Regions from separate parts of the Mus musculus genome. Here region 2 is linked to region 1. Evidence: chromatin contacts called from public promoter capture Hi-C data. All regions are on one chromosome and are shown on one strand. Each heading gives the region's core, a stretch centred on a gene start, on an enhancer-like site or on the middle of the called end of the contact. The rest is flanking DNA. Distances are from core to core; before and after follow the strand shown.

What was found. Promoter capture Hi-C pulls out the DNA fragments that hold promoters and counts their contacts.
Region 2: a contact with region 1 is called in a promoter capture Hi-C map of 3T3-L1-derived adipocytes, with 4 times the contacts expected there. The contact joins the promoter of Phlda3 here to the enhancer-like site in region 1. A contact is called at or near these places in 12 of 39 promoter capture datasets (the 3T3-L1 cell line, 3T3-L1-derived adipocytes, the HPC-7 cell line and 5 more), 1 of 15 datasets of contacts at CTCF or cohesin (embryonic stem cells), 20 of 484 Hi-C or Micro-C datasets (B cells, ECoMG myeloid progenitors, the G1E-ER4 cell line and 11 more), 9 of 115 datasets of contacts at active chromatin or transcription factors (the NIH/3T3 cell line, bone marrow-derived dendritic cells, bone marrow-derived macrophages and 5 more) and 2 of 9 other capture datasets (adipose tissue and pancreatic islet).

The regions. Positions count from the first base shown.
Region 1 is chr1:135,535,785-135,542,240 of GRCm38.p6, reverse strand. It overlaps Nav1 (neuron navigator 1), which reads left to right. Exons shown (of 30, transcript NM_173437.2): 2 at 4,942-5,044. Among named protein-coding and RNA genes, the nearest start is that of Gm32940, 27 kb to the right of the region's middle. Within about 2 kb of position 1,745, at least 45 of the 459 cell types and tissues checked have an H3K27ac peak or open chromatin away from gene starts, as enhancers often do. A contact at or near this core is called in 3T3-L1-derived adipocytes, the NIH/3T3 cell line, bone marrow-derived macrophages and 4 more, where this site is marked.
Region 2 is chr1:135,764,213-135,771,427 of GRCm38.p6, reverse strand. Phlda3 (pleckstrin homology like domain, family A, member 3) reads right to left here and starts at 5,343. Exons shown (of 2, transcript NM_013750.2): 1 at 4,534-5,343; 2 at 2,294-2,950. The coding sequence starts at 4,979. The coding sequence ends at 4,602.

The DNA.
Region 1 (6,456 bases), core at 496-2,995:
TTTGCTGTGTGCCAGGCTCTACACTAAGTGTGATAGTGAGCTAGGCCCTTAAGCCTCGCTGCAGTGAGGTCATTCCACTCTCTATTTAGCAGAAAGCAAACCGGTAGCAAGATGAAGTAACCTGTTCAGGGCCAGCCCGGCTGCGGAGAGGCAGTGGGTGGACCTAGATGGTGGGTTTTCTTTTTTTCTTTTTTTTTTCCATTTTTTATTAGGTATTTAGCTCATTTTCATTTCCAATGCTATACCAAAAGTCCCCCATACCCACCCCCTCCACTCCCCTACCCACCCACTGCCCCTTTTTGGCCCTGGCGTTCCCCTGTACTGGGGCATATAAAGTTTGCAAGTCCAATGGGCCTCTCTTTGCAGTGATGGCCGACTAGGCCATCTTTGGGTTTTCTTCTTGATACTAAAAACTGTGTTGTTTTTGTTGTTTGCTTGTCAGTTTGAGACAGGGTTTCTCTGTGTAGCCCTGGCTGTCCTGAAACTCACTCTGTAGACCAGACTGACCCCAAACTCAGAGTTCTGCTGGCCTCTGCCTCTCGAATGCTCAGATTAAATTAGTGAGCCACAGCTACCGGCCTAAGATCTATGTTCTTGACACCACAGTGAAAGTCCGTTTCTCCCCGGTGTCCAGCTCTTTAGCTTAGCAGGAAACCTTGTCTTAGCATTCTTGGGAGGCCTGTTCCCCTTGTCTGATGCCGGGCAGGTAGAAGGAATCTGTTCACATCACATACACACACACACACACACACACACACACACACACACACACACACCCTGGACCTTTCCTTCTCAGATGCAGACTGCCTCTTTTCCTCATGAATGTCTTAGTCACCTTCCTGTCTCACAATGGGAGGTAGAACCGCCCAAACCACTCCATGTGTGTATCTGCAGGATTGTAGAAGACTGTATGGACACACCTTGGTGAGATGTGCATATTCTGAGGCAAGGTATTATAATGGAAAGAATAGGGGAGTTGGAATCCAGACAAATATAACGAATCAAATGAAATACCACAAAGTCATATGTTTAGCGTCCTGCCTCACATGGGGCAAACATGGGGCTCCGGCATTACTGTGTGCATGCACCTGTGTGTCAAGTGTATTTGACTGATGATCTGTAGTGAGACTCCTCAGACACACATGATACACACACACACACACACACACACACACACACACACACATATCCTGGGAGCCATGATGTGCTCTGCAAAAGCTTAGCTGTAACGTGCACAGAGGTCTCACATAGGTTGGAAACATCCTGAACAGTAGGAAGAGACTCCTCCGTCTTTGACAGACCTCAGCATTTTCCTCCCAGACCACATCCTGAGACCACAGGGTTGACCGAGACACGGAGAGGCAGCCTCCAAGACATCGGGACATAACCAGGAGAATAATGTTTTAGGTAATGTTAATGTCATCACAAATCGCTAGTGCTTTGAATGGCTCCATCCCTTCCCAGATCTTCATTCTCACTGCAGACAGTGAGAGAGAGGCTGGATGCTGGGGTAGAACAGGGCACAGAGGGGCGAGGGTAAGGGGTAGGGTGAGTTCTTTGGAAAATATAACTTAATAAAGGCTAAGCATGGAAAATTTACTTGGAGATCAGAAGTATAACTATCACCCACACACACATACATACCACACACACACACACACACACACACACACACACACACACAGAGCAGACCCAGCTGTGGAAATGTAAGGTGTCATACTGTATCTGGCCACTAGGGGCCACTGCTGAGGCACCCATGGAGCTTTAGGGTGTAGCCGCTTCTGGAGAATCCCAGCCAGGGCACTGAACAGATCCGGCCATTCCCGTTAAATCAAGCCTTCTTGCCTCTCTAAGCCTACCCTGGGGTCTGCAGATCACTCTTAGTCTCTCTGCCATCCCTAGATGGCTGTGCTCCTGCACCTTGGCCTCCCACCTCTATGATACGCAGGACTGGGCCAAGCCATTTCCAGAACCTTGGTATTTTTGGTTTTTGAAGAGTCGTCCTGGTGTGTGTGTGTGTGTGTGTGTGTGTGTGTGTGTGTGTGTGTGTGTGTGTACACTACTCTACTCTGTTGATATGGAAAAATGTAGGGGTTGGGGTAGAGGTCTTTGAGGAGGTTGGGGAGAGAAGGCACCATGATACCATGATTTTTTTTTTTTTTTTTTTTTTTTTTTTGGTTCTTCTAGACAGGGTTTCTCTGAATAACCCTAGCTGTCCTGGAACTCACTTTGTAGACCAGGCTGGCCTCGAACTCAGAAATCCACCTGCCTCTGCCTCCCAAGTTCTGGGATTAAAGGCGTGCGCCACCACCGCCCGGCTGCACCATGATTGTTATATCAGAAGTTGGTATATTGTTCTCTGTCACTACCAAGATTCTGGGTTCTAATTCCCATCATTCCCTGCTGTGCCCCCAAAGCCTAGAGAATTAGGAGTGAAGCTGGCCAACTGTATGGCTTAAACATTTTTTCTTAAAGAGACGGGGACATTTTTAATGCCACAATATCCAACACACAGACATATACAACATTATGCACACATACATACATATACACACATACATACACAAATATACCCATACGCACGCATTTATGAAAAAATTTAAATGGTGGTAGCACTCACTAAATCTTGGAATATCATTAAGCACTTACTGTATGCAGTCACTGTACATGTCACTGCTGACACAGGAATGCCCAGTGTTACATCAAAAGAGGTTGAGTTTCTTTCAGACTCTAGCTCTACCCTGTGCTTATGCTAGCTGTGTGGCCTTGAGGAATTTATTTGATCTCGAAGTGTCAGTGTTCTCATCTGTAAAATGGAACAATAGCACAAATCTCCCATTGGGATTCCACTGGATGATGTGTGCAGAGGACTGGGCACACCCAGAAGCCTCTGAATAACTCTCCGTCACTTTCCTCTTTGGAAACATCCTTTGGAGATATGTGCACCTTGGCTCATTTCCGTCCAAACTATAGAAGGCATCACCCTTCTGTGAAACCCATGCCTTGTTCTTGATCCCACATAGGGTCTTGTGAACTAAACCTTAAAATATATAGGTGTACACTGTTTGACCCTGACTGTGTCCCGTGCCAAGCCATCACTTAAAGGCAGGGAGCAGCTCACCAGGCGACACTTGCCAGGATAAACAGGCATTGGCAGCCAGCGAGATGACGCCAGGGCTGTGGACAGAGCTCAGACCCCGGGCATGGAGGCCTGCCATTTCTCCTTGTTCCTTGACACCAACAGGGAGCCCTGAGTACATGAGACTGGCTTGAGAAGCTAGGGGACAGGGACAGGACCTCAAGGGAGGAAGACAGAGATGGCTGGGCTCAGGATTGGAGCTGGCCCAAGAAGAAGGTGCCCCAGAGACTCTGAGAAGAGCCATACAGCATGGCCCTTCCACCCCACCCAGCCGCTCTTGGCCAAACAGCCGGTGACAGTCAGACAGCCGGTGACAGTCAGACATCCTGAGCTCAGTCTTGAAAAAAAAAAAAACAAAAATACCTCTTGGGGGATTCAGAAATGTTCTCTTTGGCGGCCAGAAGGAGCTTGCTCCCCTGCCGAGTCTGTGGGTGGGGAGAGGCTGGGCCTGGGAGTAGGGTAAGGTTGGCTTGCACAGAGGGCTGGAAGGGTTGAGGAAGGGAGGAGAGGGCTGGTCTCACTCTTATCTCTGTCACTTACTACTGAAGCCAACTCTTGAGGAGGATTGGGAAAGCTGGGTCCTTCAGTGACAGTGACTTTGGATCCCTATGTAAAAGGTTATCCATGGGACACGGTCCAAGAGCCTCGTTAGTGTCCTCAGAGCCTAGCACAGTCCTGGTACCAAGTTGAGTTGGAGTCTTTGGATTATTTTTGGTTTGGTTTGGTTTGGGTTTTTGTTGTTGTTGTTTGCTTTTTTAAGAGGTTTTTCTGTTTTTCTTTCTTTCATTTCCTTCTTCTTTTTTTTTTTTTCTTTTTCTCTTTTGAAACAGGGCCTCACTATGTAACCTCAGCTGGCCTAGAACTTGATATGTAAACCAGACTATCCTCAAACTCATATTCACCATCCTCTGCCTTCTGAGTGCTAGGATGAAAGGTGTGCCCTACCACGCCCAGCCCCAAGTGGGATTTGATAAAGATTTCTTTGGTGGATCAATAGAAGGGAGAAGGTCTTGTGGTTGTTCTGTCATTTGGATGCTATTTCCATCCCTAGATGGGAGAAAGTGTGAGGCTTCGTGTACGGTTAGAGGCTCTCTCGTCTGCCCAGGCTAATATGATCCTGCCTGGAAACCAAGGCTAAGCACAGGGATCCTGACTGGGTCAGACTCTGGCCCCGCCCATGCTTCTTCCTCACTCGCGATTCTAACTCTTGGATAGGGTCTGAACTACCCCAGAAGATGGCTGTTCATCTCCCGCTCCCACTAGCCACCTCACCTTTAGGAGGCTCTCAGAGGCCTCTTAGACCCCTCAGAGCAACCCCATGTGTCCCAACCCTTCGAACGATATGTTCTGTGATATGTTGACAAATGGAAACTCACCGTGTAGGGATACTTATATGGTGGAACTAGGCAAGCTCTGCTCGTCAGAGTGTCCCCTCCTCCAAGAGCCCTAAGCACACACCAACACACTGCTCCAGAGGAGGTTGGGGGGGGGGTCAGGGGTGTCCCATTTCATTCTACCACAGGAAACCAAAGCCAGAGGCAACAGTGGTCATTCAGGGAGAGGCTCTGAGGGGTCCTATCTGTAGCCCTTGTTGGGTATGGGGCTTCAGCCAGCCCAGGACACACATGGAGGTCTTTAGCTGCACCTGCACTGTCAGTCATCTTTGAGGAACAGAAGAAGCAGGTGGCTGGCCCCAGGGTCTGGCTTCTGGGAGATAATGGTGTCTGCCTCCCATTCCCTTACTCCCAGGTCCCTTCAAGGAGTCCTCTCCTCTCACCGCCTCTTTCTTTTCTCCTCGCCAGATCCAGAGTCGCAGAGAAAGAGAACAGTACAGAACGTTCTGGATCTCCGACAGAACCTGGAAGAAACCATGTCCAGCCTGCGAGGCTCCCAGGTGACTCACAGGTGAGCTTGGGCTGCCCTTGGTGATGTGCTCTTACTGGGTCTGGAGGGCAAGGGCCGGTGTCTCCCCACACCTCCACATGGCCATCCCAGGTTGACCAGAGGGCCTTGGCCTCTGTGAACACAGGCATTTGGGGCCCCCGTATTGCCAGCGCTACAAAGAAAGGGGAACTCGGCACCACTGCAGAAACCCTGCTCAGTCTTGCCTTTGCTTATGGTTGAACACAGGCTATCATCCGTGACGGTGGCTGGGTATGGGTGGAAAGCCAGGTGTGCAGTTTGTGGTACCTGTTCTCTCTGTGGGCTACAGTCTCCTCCTTTTTCAAGAGGCCTTTGTTTACTGAACACCCCTTCACCCCTCCTCCTTTTCAGTCCCATCCCTCTGGGATGCTAGTACCCCGCATCCCAACACCTGGGTTCATCAGCCCTCTACCAGCCAGGTGTCCTCGAGTCTCTTCTATCACTCCTAAAGGAGGGCTGAGTGCCCAACAGGGTCTACATACTGGTACCCAGAAAATCAACCCAGTGGTATCCCCTCTTGTTCCCCCAGCCCTTACAGAAACCCCCAAGCCCCCAGCTATAGGGTACACAGCCCTCCCTCAGCCTTTTTCCCCAAGAGCAGCATTCTGGCACCAACCCCTCCGTGAGTCAGAATTTCCCATTCAGTTCCTCTGGGCTTCCCTGGGCTGTTCAGATGAGCTCATACTGTCAGCTCTAAGGGGGACAGAGGGCCCAGCTGAGTTCTGAGGGGGGAGGTGAGCAGGCAGCCAAGACTGGGAAATCGTGGAGCATGGACATAGAGGGCCTGTTTATTAAGAACCAGAAGCCTCCTCAGTTGAACTAGAGGTAGGTTCCTCTCTGTCTCCTGGTGCTAGAAAACTGAATGCAAATTTGGGACATGGGGAAAGGGAGTTTTATTAGCTCAGGGCACAGCCAGCCAGAGGAGTATCCAGACACACCTTCATGCCTTCAATGTCAGAGGACCTGTTACCTTTAGGGCATCATTGCAGTCTCTGTGGGAGCACATAACTGTTGCTGAACCTCGGCCTTGGGAGCCTTCATCCATTGGCCTTAGGGCTTCTTGTTGAGACCTTTCTCCTCCCCTTACCCCCTACAGGCCCACTCATATCCCTGACTTGAAAAAGCTGGCTCTTACCCTGGTGGTGGTGAAACTCGCCTTTAATCCCAGCACTTGGGAGGCAAAGGCAGGTGGATTTCTGAGTTCAAAACCAGCCTGGTCTACAGAGTGAGTTCCAGGACTGCCAGGGCTACATAGAGAAACCCTGTCTCGAAAAACAAAAAACAAAAAAACAAAAAACAAAAAAAAAAGGAAAGAAAGAAAGAAAGAAAAGAGTTGGCTCTTAGTCCCAGATGCCTAAGCATCTTTCTGAGGACTAGGAGGAGGCAGTCAGGGA
Region 2 (7,215 bases), core at 4,094-6,593, 230 kb before region 1:
CCTGGCATTCTTGCTAGGGTCCCTGGATGCTGGCCCTGGTGACACAGCTGCCCGTGGAGCCTTATCACTGGCTCCAGATTTCCGGCAGACAATCTTATCGCGCCCTGGAGATCCATCCTTTCTTCTCTTCTGCAGTTCCAGCTCTGGACTCTCTGGCTTTTCCCACCTTCTCGCCATTCTTTCCCTGCAACAGGCTCACTCTTGCCAAAACCTCAACTCCCAACCCGGCTCTCCCAGAGCAGAACGAGCCCATCCCTTCTCCCCTCAGCCTCCCCACCCCACCTCCTCGGACTCCAGTTGTTCAGCTGAGACATGCCCTGTCTCATTTTCCCATTGATGACTCATGGATCAGGCCGGGCGAGGCCCTGGCTGCCAGAGCAGGGGGGAAGTTGGTGGCAGCAGCCCCTCCCTGGCCTCACAGTGTCCTCTGGCCCAGCTAGGCAGTTTTCTCTCTCCTGAGAGTCTGCTGGCACCCTGACCTGACTCTGTCACCAAAGGGGCTTTTACCCTAGCAGCAGTACAGCAGGCATTCCAAGGGTGAAGAAGACCTCTGCTCCTTCTTGGAACTTCACAGCAAAAAAGCCGACCTTGCGGTGCGACCCCTTCCCTGCTAAAAAGCCCGAAGCTCCCCTAATGGTCTTTTGAAATAATATGTTCTGGGAGCACCAGACCCCTCTCTACAATGAGAGCTGAGAAGCCAGGGTTCTCAGAATTGTGGTAAGTATTCATTCTGTTCTACAGTCCCCACCAACGCATGTGTGCCAGAGGCCTGCTATGTGCCAGGTTCACAAGAGGGTCTCTAATGGTGAACTTTAGATAGCTTGGGACTCACCTAGCAAAAAGGACACACCAAAGCTGGCTTTGGGCAAGAACCGAAGCACACTTGGAACCAAGGCTCAGTCTTTAAAAAAGTAGGGCGCTTCAGAAACCAGAGCCTGCTTCCATCCCCCAAGCAAGTACCTGCCCCCTGCCCTGGACGCTCTGCCCTGCCCGTGTCTGCTGCCCTTTGTGGCACAATGACCCCTCTCAGCTCTGCCGAGGTCAACACTGAACAGCAAGGAAATACTGCCCAGTGCTTCCTGTGTGGTCAATTCCACCCGCACTGGCTGCTATTGGTTTGTCTGCCACTAAACTCTGGGTTCCTAGGGTGGAAATCGGGTCTGTCTTTTTTTTTTTTCCTTCTCCACATCCATTGGAAATCAGAGTACCCAAGAAGAGACACTATTTCTGCTCATCTTCCTTCCCCATTTCTGAGTGCCCGATGCCTCACTTCTTTAAGCCTGAATCTCTACCACCAGGATCAATTCTTGGGCTTTGCTGGAATAGTGGCTGTTTCACAAGGACAGGAAAAGTAACCCTTCCCCACTAACAGCTACATCAAGGCAGGAATGGCAACTTTCTCTCCAGTCCTGAAGCATGAAAGTGCTGACTCTCCCCACCCGAAGAAGACATCAATGGATCACAGTGCGCACACTGGCTCAGCCCTAACCTTTATAGCATTGATCTAGGTTAGCATGGAAGATGATGGGTTTTTTGACCTAGTGGGATGAAGCTATCCACAGGGTGATAGTAGACTAATGAGATAATAAGTGAGATAATGGTTAACTGTCAACCATACAACCATCTTTACACCCATATTCGACTGTAAGATACAGTTCCCATCCCACATGAGAGAGACTGCTGAGGACCGAGGGACACAGACAGGAAAAGGAAAAGTTTGATTAAAAAACAAGAGACACCAGAAGGTGTGAAACATGAGAAGCCAAAGGTTATTAAAGAGACTTCAAATGACTACGAAGTAAGTTCCCTCGGCCTCGTTCCTTCTGGAGAGACTCTGAAGCAGGTCACTGCTCCGCATCAGGGAGGGGAGGGAGACTTGCTGGTTATACTGGGAAAGGTCACAGGGGACACTCCACAGCCGGTTCTGTCTAACTCAAGGCCCCAATTCCTCTGCTGATTCCCATGTAGAAACAACTAAGGAAGTCTTAATTACGTATTAATGTGTGAATCTGCATGTGTAAACCACACGGAGAGAAGCCTACCTGGAAACTAGAGTCACTTCCCAGGTTAGTAGGGACAAAGTCACCCTCTACAGAAGAGGCAGCTGCAGGACTTGACATTCTTCAGTCACACTGGGGCCCTTCCTTCCTATGGCCGATGAGGCCATGTCTACTGGGGGTACAGTGCTTGTACCCCTCAAGTTACATCTTTCAGAGGGCCTGTGGACTAGAGAAGAGATGTTCCAAAGCTCTAGGTGTCCTGTACTTAAAAGAATTTCACTCAGTAGACAGCGTGGTTACTGCCCACGAACTGGGCCTCTTCATTCTGGAATAAGCATGAAATGGTAAAGGGCCAACCCTTACCCCACCCCCACCCCCTCCAGGCCCAACACCGAAGTGAGGAGAGGGCAACAGGGGTGAGGGAAGAAGTGTGCAAAGAAAGGGTACAGATGGGCGGGGGGGTCCCAAAAGGACCTAAGCAGCAGGAGACCCCCCCCAGGCACAGGACTCCAGCCCAGCAGACCCCCCTCCACAAGCTGAGTCCAGTGGCTGTCCTAAGGTAAGGTGGTCATCTTCTGGACCCCAGGCTGGCCTCCTGAGTTCTGAGGCACTGGCTTAGCACGCCATGAAGAACAGCCAGCCCTTCTTTGGGCATGTCTCAAAGCCAGAGGTCAAACAGCAGTCTGCAGAACCCAGAACCAAGGGCTGGACCAGGTAAGGCCCAAGTCATGATACTGGAGGCCAGGCCTGTGGCTCGCAAGTCTGAGCTGGATATAACAACAGTCTTAGTGTCCAGGAACTGAATCTTCATGCTCAGCCCCTACTGGCTTCTGCTCTCCGTCTCTGGCTGGTTGGCTCCTTCCATGATGATAGGTTTATCTTCCTCATGTTGATAGCTTCTGGCTCATCACATGTAGCCAGGTCCCAACCAACCAAAGTGGACAGAGAAGCTGGAAAGCAAGAACAGTGGTTAGGATGGTTGGTTTATTGCATGCCTCACACCAGGTCTTCTCAACCTGTCTACACCAGAACAGAAGGAAATAATGTGACCACTCCTGTTATCCACAGGGAACAGGTTCCATCCAGGTCATGCCACAGACACTAAAATCCGGGGGCTTCTTTCTCTAACCGGGTGTAGTTTTGCATATAACCTATGCAAACCTCCCATATGCTTGCAGTCATCCCTGTATTATTGTTAATACCTAACACAATGTAATGTTATATAAATTGTCATTAAACTATACTGTTTGGGAAATGATTGACAAGAAAAAAAAAAGGTCTGTGAGTGTTAGGGAAACATTTTTTCCCCCAAGTATTTTTTGACCAGGGATTGACTGGAGAAATGGACAGAAGGCTGATGACATGCTGTGGTCAGTGGAAGCTGCTTCCTCCAGCCCCTCTCTGCGTCCTAAGGGATCATGGTGGACCCATTCTTAGCCCAGAGGGTTTGCTTTACAGCTTCTCTATGGGGGGGGGGGCAGCAAACCAGAGTCTCAAAGGGGCTGGAACACCAGATAATCCCTAGGCTCAGTTGACCTCTGTTTGCTGGAGATGGAAGAGGAGATGGATGAGGTACTTTGGGTGGTGTAGCTGGGTTCAGAGGGACCAAAGCTTCCGTTGGAGAAGTTAAGGGCAGAATTATATAAACCCCAGCTCTGATTCCCATGAGGAGGGAGTAGTATCTGGGGAAGAGGGCACACGGCTAAATGCCATGGCTTCTAGGTTCTATTCTTGGTCCCTCCCTTGAGCCATTCTAACCACAAACCAACCCCCCCACCCCCCACCTTCTGCCTTTAGGAGGATTAAGACATCATGAATAGAGATGCATGGCCCCATCCTGTTCTCAGCCACCCATCCCTCTTCTAGCTTCTCCTCCTCTGGCCCAGCATGCCTTTGGCCAGCACTCATGGATAGGCCAGGCCTATCATCCCTGCAATGATGTCCCGGCCACATCTCACATTCCACATCTCACACTCCTTTATGCTCCCACACCTCAGCCCTGGAGCCCCAGATCCATTATCAAGAATGAGTTTTTGAAGCCATTGGCTCAGCCCAGCCTTCCACTGAGGCCCCACGTAGGGACCTAAGACAGCATGGTTTTGTTCGCAAGCCCTTATAACTCCTTCGATAACTACACCGTAGTGAGTTGTCATCGCAGTTCAACACTTACATTCTCCAGCATGCATTCATTCTGGAAGACAGTCATACAACGCAGGAGTCCTATGGTGAGTGAACCAATCTCTGAGGAGGCCTATCCCACCCGTGCTCTCTCTCCGTGCTCCCACCCATCTTCCTCTCCGACACTTGGGTTACATTAAGGACCCTCCTGCCTGGTGCCCTAGGGAAAGGGCCTGCTCTGCTCACTTGGCAAAAGGCCCGGCTTCCAAAAACACATTCTCTTCGGATCTACGCTCTGTTGGTCCCAACAACCTTCTCTGGGATCGTCCAGCTTTGGGATAGAAATCAAAGCCCCTGGTTTTCTATAGAGAGCAGAGGAGGAAGAAGAGAGAGGATTCAGTGCTCTGGGACTCACCTGACATGTCTTCTGGGCACGGAGATGGGAGAGGGGGGGCATGTCGATAAAATGATACGCCTCATGGTTTAGGACACAAGGGTCCCAGTCCCAAGACTCTGCCGGGCCCGCACAGTCTGGATGGCCTGTTGATTCTTGAACTTGACCAGGCCCAGGGTGATCTGAGCGTTCCAGCCAGGGTCTTCGAGGGGGCAGCGGAAGTCGATCTCGCCCCCGCCTTCGGTCACTAGCGTGAAGTAGATGTGGCGCCCGGTGCTCTCTACGCACTCCACGGCTTTGATGCGGGCGAAGCTGAGCTCCTTGGGCCGGCCGCCCGTGCCCTTGGCCTCGAAGAGCTGCAGCCCGCGCTCGGTGAGCACGCAGCGCTTCCGCTTCCACAGCTGCAGCAGCCCGCCGCTGCGCTTCTCCAGCACGCCCTCCTTCAGCACGGTCGCCGCCGCCGTCATGGGCACCCCGAGGTTCCCACAGCTCTGGAGGCTGCGGCGATCCCGGCTGTCCCGGCTCTACAGCGCCGGCTTCTCGCGCCCTGGAGCTGGTTGGCCTTGCTCCCTGTGCGGTCGAGCCTGCGGCCCGGGCCGCCTCGCAGACAGCGGGTACCGGGAGGCTCGTGCGATGCTACTCTCTCGCCGCCGGCTTGGAACCCTGCGCGCCGCTTCGACCTCCCCGAGCCTCTACCCGGTGCCCTGCGCCTCGCCGCCCGCACGCCCGCTCCCCTGCGCTCCGTCTGCGAGCTGGGCGGCTGCTGGCGGGATGTGCCCTTACATGTTCCACCGCTCGCCTCCTGCGCCGCCCGCCGCGCATTCCTGCCCCGCTGGCCCTCCCCTCTGCGCCGCGCACCCGCCCGGACAGGGCCCCGGGGGGCGGGGCTGCAGTGGGGCTCCAACACCCATCAGCAGCGCGGGCCCGGGAGGGGGCTGCTTTCTCAATAGCCTGCGGGCTGCCCCTTCTTAAAACACCGCTCCGAGCCCCTCACCCGACCCCCAGCCTCAACCGTTCACCCCGGCCTCACACCCGGGGCATAGCAGAAGGAGAAAGAGGAGAAGTGGGGGAGGGCCGAGGATCCTCTCCTAGAGGAGCCAGGTCATTGCTGGCCTGGGGTGGGGCCGGCTTGACGATAACGCAGTGGCACCATGGCAGGGTGGGTGTCAAATACCCGCTGCTTCTCAGAGCACGAGAGTTCTGGTCGCCCAGCCTCTGCCAAAAGCTAGTGTTGGGTCTGTCCACCATCATCAGCAGATGTCTCTCTGCTGGGCTCAAGGGAGGCTGGCCACAGATCTGACAACCTACTCTCCCACCTTTCCCTGCCTCTACTTAGGTAGGCGTTAGAAAATAGTGTGTATAAAGTGGGGAGAGAGAAATCCTGATGGATCAATGGGAAGTAGACACACGTGCTGTGGGTGTGGGGTTGTCTCACAGAGCATTGACTTGGAGCCCAACCATGCCTACTGCAGTTAGCCCTCAGCCTTGTGGCTTCTCTGCAGAGTCCACAGCAGAGAATGGGCTTCTCCTGGGACACTATGCTGAAGGGAGACAGGCTTTTCTCAGTTGACTTCAAACCTCTCCTACCTGGCCAATGGCTCTAACCTTATTCCATACTTTCATGTATCAAATGGGATAACTAATCCATTCTGATCTGGTAGGATTGTTGCGAAGAGCAACTTAGTGACCATTCGTGAAGACCCGGGACAGATCTGCCAACTCAGTTATTTCTCTCTTCCTACTATGTCTTCCATCATATAAGGTCAGAAGCCGGAGAAAGATGTCTCTCCTAGGACCTCCCTCATCTGGCCCTCTTGGTCAACCCCTCCAGGCCAAAGTTTCTTAAACACCTACTCATGGACATGTTAATCGTAAAGGTTCTGGGACTAATGATAAATAATTAGTCAGAAAGAAGACCTCTTTGTACTCACACCTCCTGTTTTGGTCCTCGGTGTCGAAAAACTAACGGGCACAGGGAGGATTCTGTTGTGAGCCGGGGGTATCCTCCCCTGCAGAACCAAGCCAGCTGTGGAGAGAAAGAGTCATCAGTTTCCCATCCAGAGCCCTGTCTGTCCCTCCCTCTGACCTTCTCCCTGTCCCTCAGCTCCCAACTCCCACAATGCCACTCCAGGAGAGAGATTAGACAGTGCCCTTAGGGACTTGTCGGCCAGCCACTATGGTGTGGCTTTCCCCTCAGCCTTCTTCTAGGGACTGCTGAGTTGACCAACCTGGCAGAATCCTGCCTTAACCAACCCTCTCTCCTTTAGGAAATGGGGGTGGGAGTGGGACCGGGAGGAGTGTCTCCATTGAGCCCATCTCTACTGCTTCCTTCTCGTTCACTGATGCTTTCTATAACTACTGGATCATTCTCAAGACAAAATTTACAGAGCCCTCCCCCATGCTTTAAATTCTCATGAGAGATAGGGCATAGTGTTTTGCTCACATTTTCTCATGAGGGAAAAAAAAAACAAGGCAGAGAACTCAAACAACTTAACCGGGATCCTGCAGCTTTGTAATCAGAGAGTCTAGGGCATGAATGTATTGGTGGCTTACAGGACCTGGAATCTGCTGGTGACATCACCCTGCCTCTCCATAAACACTGAGCCCTTGTAACACATGACATGGCCACCCACACTCTTTCCTTACTGGCTGGAGGGTTAGAGGCTTCTAAGCGGTGGAGAAAGGAAGGGAAAGGGTGGTGAC